Linked DNA regions of Mus musculus: region 1 is linked to region 2. Evidence: chromatin contacts called from public HiChIP or PLAC-seq data. All regions are on one chromosome and are shown on one strand. The core of a region is the stretch at or near the end of the contact, and the rest is flanking DNA. Distances in the headings are between cores, read along the strand shown. Region 1 overlaps Igf2bp3 (insulin-like growth factor 2 mRNA binding protein 3). Region 2 overlaps Igf2bp3 (insulin-like growth factor 2 mRNA binding protein 3).

What was found. HiChIP or PLAC-seq counts read pairs in DNA pulled down with a chosen protein or histone mark.
Region 1: an H3K27ac HiChIP or PLAC-seq map of embryonic stem cells shows a contact between it and region 2, with 10 read pairs. The contact joins two enhancer-like sites. A contact is called at or near these places in 7 of 39 promoter capture datasets (cranial neural crest, embryonic stem cells, liver and 3 more), 3 of 484 Hi-C or Micro-C datasets (embryonic stem cells and nephron progenitors), 9 of 115 datasets of contacts at active chromatin or transcription factors (bone marrow-derived dendritic cells, embryonic stem cells, extraembryonic endoderm stem cells and 1 more) and 3 of 9 other capture datasets (adipose tissue, liver and pancreatic islet).

What each region holds. Positions count from the first base shown.
Region 1 is chr6:49,172,156-49,175,094 of GRCm38.p6, forward strand. All of the region lies in intron 2 of Igf2bp3 (insulin-like growth factor 2 mRNA binding protein 3), which reads right to left. It also overlaps the pseudogene Gm18010. Among named protein-coding and RNA genes, the nearest start is that of D030074P21Rik, 40 kb to the right of the region's middle. Within about 2 kb of position 1,321, at least 13 of the 459 cell types and tissues checked have an H3K27ac peak or open chromatin away from gene starts, as enhancers often do. A contact at or near this core is called in embryonic stem cells, where this site is marked.
Region 2 is chr6:49,097,875-49,100,808 of GRCm38.p6, forward strand. All of the region lies in intron 10 of Igf2bp3 (insulin-like growth factor 2 mRNA binding protein 3), which reads right to left. It also overlaps a transcript of Malsu1 not described here. Among named protein-coding and RNA genes, the nearest start is that of Malsu1, 26 kb to the left of the region's middle. Within about 2 kb of position 1,422, at least 9 of the 459 cell types and tissues checked have an H3K27ac peak or open chromatin away from gene starts, as enhancers often do. A contact at or near this core is called in embryonic stem cells, where this site is marked.

The DNA of each region.
Region 1 (2,939 bases), core at 71-2,570, 74 kb after region 2:
AACTGGCCTTTTCTAATGAGCTTCTTATGTGGAAGGGAAACAGTTGTCACACTTAGTGCAAAATGAAAACTACACAATCTCCAATTATTTAAGTACACAAATTTCCAAAAAAAATACTAAAAAACAACTTCAACACAATCTATTTATAAATTTAAGAGATTTCTCCCCTGAGGGGAAAATGGGTTTTAAAAACACTTCTTTGTATGTTGCTGTGGCAGAGGCATGACTCTGTACTGCAGGCCAATGCCCAGCATGTGCAAGGCCCTGCTCCCATTCCTTATGTTCATATGTTGAAATGTCTGTCATGGAAATTCAGTAAGTGACGTATTTTTTTAAAAAAACAAGTTTTATCATAGGCCGAGGAGACTCAGAAATCCTAAACAGAATCTTCGAGATCTTAGTTAAATGAGTGACTTTATGTAAATTTTCAAATGACACCAAGGAATCTTGGTGTCTCCTAGGTAGTTGGCTGTGTCAAGATAAAGCCAAGATAAAAATAAATGTCAAAGATATGAAGTATCTCCGGTGGACGATGAACGCAAATGTCCTAACCCTGTCCATTCTATGAGAAGTGCACGGAAGCCGCTGCTGACGCTCTGGGTGATCAGTGGTGAGAACCACAAACAAGGGTTTCCCATGAATAAGCTGCCTTGCTTGAGCCATGGCAGTTGGCCTGCTATGGAGTAAGGGACATGCTTGTTACAGAGCAAGGAGAGCTGGGGAGAGGTGCAAGTCTGTGCAGGGATGCATCGTGGATGCCAATCTGAGTGCTCTCAGCTTAGTTATTGTTAGGGGAGGGGAGAGGTTGAAGGAGAGGGGGGGAGGGGGAGAGATGGATGAAGAGGGAGAGAGAAAGAAGTAGGGAAGGAGGAAGTGGGGGGAGGAGAGGGATAAGGACAGGGAGAAAATGCAAGAAGGATATTCCTGACTGACAGGTACTACTATGACTCAGTGGTTGGGGCCCAGAAAGCTAGCAGAATCCAAAAGCTTTCAATCTCTCTAAAGATGATGCTGTCCATCAAAATGCTGTGAGAAACCTCTTAAGCAAAAAAAGGGGGAGGGGGTGGGGGTGGGGAGCAGGGAGAAGCCCAGAACCAAAGCTCCCAAGATTCAGCACCGTGTTGATGCCCTGTTCCCGGCAACATAAACGCAGAAGACAACATACCACTCTGAAGAACAACACACACACACACACACACACACACACACACACACACAAAACAAAAACAAAAACAAGGAGAAGGCTGCAGAGCATGCTCTACTTTTAGCCAAGAGCATGAAGCAAGCCAAAGAAAACGCCAAGAGCACATTGTCAGGATGTAGCAACCACCCTTGCTGAGAGCTTCTACTTGTAAGTCCAGTCAAAATGAACTCTAAACAGAGAGCTGGAGAGATGGCTCAGCGGTTAAGAGCACGGGCTGCTCTTCCAGAGACCCTGAGTTCAATTCCCAGCAACCACATGGTGGCTCACAACCATCTGTACTGGGATCCGATGCCCCTGCTGGCATTCGGGCTTACATGCAGATAGAGCACTCATACATAAAGAGTGACAAGCAAATAAGCAAATAATCAGACCTTGAATCTCAAAATCAAAACAAAAAACCCAAAACAATGGCCACTGAAATAGAAAAACTAGTAAGATGGCCTCCACAATCCCTCCCCAGCCTCAGCCTCCCTGATCAAGTTTGATCTGGATCGTGTGGAGTCTACACCTAACCCCGCCCAGGCAGATCAGGCTGAAACAGTGTAAAGGGCTCTAGGAGATGGAGCCTTATTCACCGTAGCCATGACTTCAGAATACCCCAAGACTGACTACCTAAGACCCCCATTAGTACATATCTACTCCCTGCTTATTCTCAGTTGCTCATGGCTCTCTCACCTCCTCTTGGTTTGTTCATACCAGGGTCTTAATAACACGGCTTACATTTTCCTGGCAGAGTGCCAAGTCATAAATCCTATCTGATTCTAGATTTTGCCTACGGCTTATGAACCACCTCAATAACCTTTCACTAAATTGAATATGATATACAAGATAGCACAAAACACATAAACTCCATAAAATACCCAGAAACAACTCAAATGTGTAGTAGAGCCCTCCTAGATCCCCCAGCACTTGGAAGATGGGGGTTCTGAACCAGTCTACACCACAAGACCTTGTCTCAACTCCCACCCACGAAAGACAACTGAGGCTCCCCTCACAAGTCCTCGCACTCTTCCTCCCTGAGTGTAAGTATCAGCTTTAAACTGTTATCAGTCTCATGATTTATTTATAAATACATGTATCTCCTTTAAAAACAGTGTCAGGCTGGGTGTGATGGACTACAGCTCTTGTCCCAGCACTCAGGACACAGAACCAGTTCAGAGACAGTCTGATCTACATAGTAAATTCTAGGTCAGCCAGAGCTACGTAGAGAGACCCTGTCCCAAAAAACCAAAAGAAAGAAAGAAAGAAAGAAAGAGAGAGAGAGAGAGAAAGAGAGAGAGAGAGAGAGAAAGAGAGAGAGAGAGAGAGAGAGAGAGAGAGAGAGAGGGAGGAAGGAAGGATAGATGGATGGATTATTTTATAAAGCCTGTTGAATCTTGCTTGCAATCTCAGCTGAGGAAGAAGGTTCAGCCCAAGTTCAAGGTCAGTCTAGTCAAGTTAGAGTGAGTTCCAGGTCCACCAGGACTACAGAGTGAGACCCTGCCTCAAAACCTTCTTGGGGGTGGGGTGGAGGGAAGGAAAAACAAAAACAAAAAACAAGCCAACAAAAGGAGACTTTAAACAGCTGAATGCAGTGGCACAGGCCTGTAATTGTCACACCCAAGAGAGAAAGCAGGACATGGAGAGTTCAAAGTCAGCCTGGACTATAAGAGACTCACTCATAAACCTGCCTACCCAACCTCCCTTCTCAGACTCTCTTTCCAGAACATTTTAGAGAAAATGCTGTTATCAAAAA
Region 2 (2,934 bases), core at 172-2,671:
ATGGCCAGCGAAGACACCGAGCATGCACGTTGCCAGCTCCAGCTCTTGGCTAGTACTCTGGCTGGCAACTCTCACTTCCCTACTGTTTGGGCATTTCTGAAAGGAGCATTTCCTGTCATTTATAAACGAGGGTCTTGCCAATTAAGTACTGAGTGAACTAGGTTCCAGGCAAGAACTAGAGACTCTCTGAAATCTTTTGAAAGATACATCACTTTGGCTGGTTGGAGAAATCAACCTCACAGGTTCTGGGAGAGAGAATACTTTGGAAGGATGAGTGAGTAGAGATCTGGAATGGAACAGGGGCAAGAAGTTTATCCACAGACAGCCCATTCCTCTCACACAGCAGAAGTAAATAAATCTACATAAAGAAGACAGACAATTCTAAAAGTCCATAAAAAGTCGTGGGGGTGGGGGTGGGGGGTGGTTTACACATCAAAATCTACTTCTCAGGGCTAGGGAGATGTGTTAGTCAATAAATGAAAGCCTGAGTTTGGAAGCCAGCACTTATGAGAAACCAGGCACAGCAGCATGCACCTATACATCTGAGCATCATCTACACAGGGGACTCCCTGGAGCTTACTGGCTGACAGCTGAGCCAGACCAATGAGACCAGATTCAGTGAAAAAAACTTTATTCCAATTTACTCCAAAAAATAAGGTGGAGGGCTACAGAGATGGCTCAGTGGCCCAAAGTACTTGTCACATAAGCATGAGGATCCGAGGCGAGGCAGGCAGCTGCCTCGGACAAGAATGAAGTCTAAGACTGCACCCCCAACTCTGACTTCCACACCTGAGCTGTAGTGCATGTACATCCATACACATGTGCATGCCTACATGTACACATACACCATATAAAGAAACACAAACACATACCATATAGACTCATGAACACACAGAAACATACAATAGAAAAAAATAGGGCAGAGATCAAGAGGATGATGCACAAAACCGATCCCTGATCTCCACGTGCACATTGATGCAGTGCACCCTACAAATACATGCACACTCACACATATGTGCACACACACACAAACTCCTCTTAACAAGCAATATGCATTTATAATAAAAGCAGAGATTCACTCTTAACCCACACAACATCAAAGATGAAGATGGTTTTTAATAAGTATTTTGAATTCTCTGAGATAAATGCCAATAGCAAGGTCTTTCTTTTGGAACTGAACATCAATCAGATCCAGAGCTTTGCACAGTAAAGAGCTCTACCACTGAGCTATCTCCCTAGCCCAGAACAGGAAAGAACAGGAAGAAAGCAAGCTTCTTATCACAATATGGTCACCTCAGTGTGGCAGAGGGTCACCTTCACCACTCTCAGAGTAAATGCCGGGAACCCTTAGCTCATCCCAGGACCCACAACACTCCATTCTTCAGTGAGGTAATAACAAAAGGAACAGACAAGGGAATGCTGAGGGGTGGGGATGTAGCTCAGTTAGCAGAAGCCTGCTTAGCATGTGCATAGCCCTGAGTCCAATCCCCACCCAACAGAAAACTAAACAGTGTAGTGCATACTTGTGATCCTAACACTTCAGAGAAAGAAGCTTGAGACCAGAAATTCAGGATCATTCTTGGCTACACAGTGAGTTCAAGGCCAACCTGGATTATATGAGACCTTGTCTGAAAAAAGAACAAAACAAAACAAAACTGGTAAGGCTTTGGTAAATTTAACAGTTGTCCTTAAAAATTCTAGTTTCAGGGTTGGAGAGATGGCTAGCAGTTGCGAGAGCACTTGCTGCTTCTCTAGACAGCCTGAGTTCAATTCCCAGAATTTACATGTTGTCTTACAATCTTTTGAAACAACTGCTCCAGGGGATCCAAAACCCTCCTCTGGCCTTCTCATACATATGTTACACAGACATATGCAAGCCAATTATTTTATATGCATATAAAATAATTTAAAAAATGTATTTCCCAAAGTAGTCCCACTTACCAAGTACAAATAGCTAAGTACAGTTACATATATACTACTTCCTGCCTTCAAGTCCTCTAGTGGATGCTGAAGGCCACTGAGGCTTCAAAACCCTATACACACTGTGGTTTCTCTATAGCTACTTCTGAGATACACCAGAGAGAAATGCACTAGAACAATAACAAAACAGAAAAAAAGCTGTACAAGGGAGTGTACTATGTCTCCTCAATGAATATTAGCAATGGTCAACTATGGGTTAATTCAAACTGGGGGACTATCATATCAGTGATTTAAATTTAGAAATAAAGCTGAGAATCATAGACATCCATGTGAAAGCAGAATTTATTTCAGGTGGTATCCACAAACACAAGATGATTCTCAGAACACCTGTTTATACTCTGCACGTCAATAAAAATAGCCCATAGGTGTGGGGACTATGACAGGAAATGTCCTCCCATATAACTCTGAGTCTCGCTTTCTCTCTGAAAGAACTCACAGGCTCCGGAGTTTCCTTTAAGAGGTGAAAAGGCTCACTCCACCTAGACTGACAGGAATGGCTGCTCCAACATCTATTTTCCTACCCATGTTTAATAGAAACACTGCTACCTCTAGAACAATTGCTTCCCAGCTTCCTTGCAGCTAGACAAAGCTGGGTGCCTCTCAAGGGTTAAATATCAACACAGGCTTCAGATACTGCCCTTACAAGCGTTGACATTTTTTGTTTCTTTGCTGGCTGGACTGAAAACCACTAGCTAGAGCCTGAGTAACTACTTTGGGCTGGAGAATGGTGTTAAACAGTCCTGGGAGGAGGAGGCTCAGCACTGGCTTTGGGCCGTCTACCTTTGACCCCAGGACCTAGCCCTCTGCTCCCATAACACACAGGCAAGCACAGTCTCCATCTACACAGCAGACCACAGTAGATTCAGAAGACTGAGAATGGACGTGTGGCGGCTCCCACAGACATGCTTTAGCTTGATGGATGCCTAGAGTTTGAATGACAGCTGCTCTCAAGAT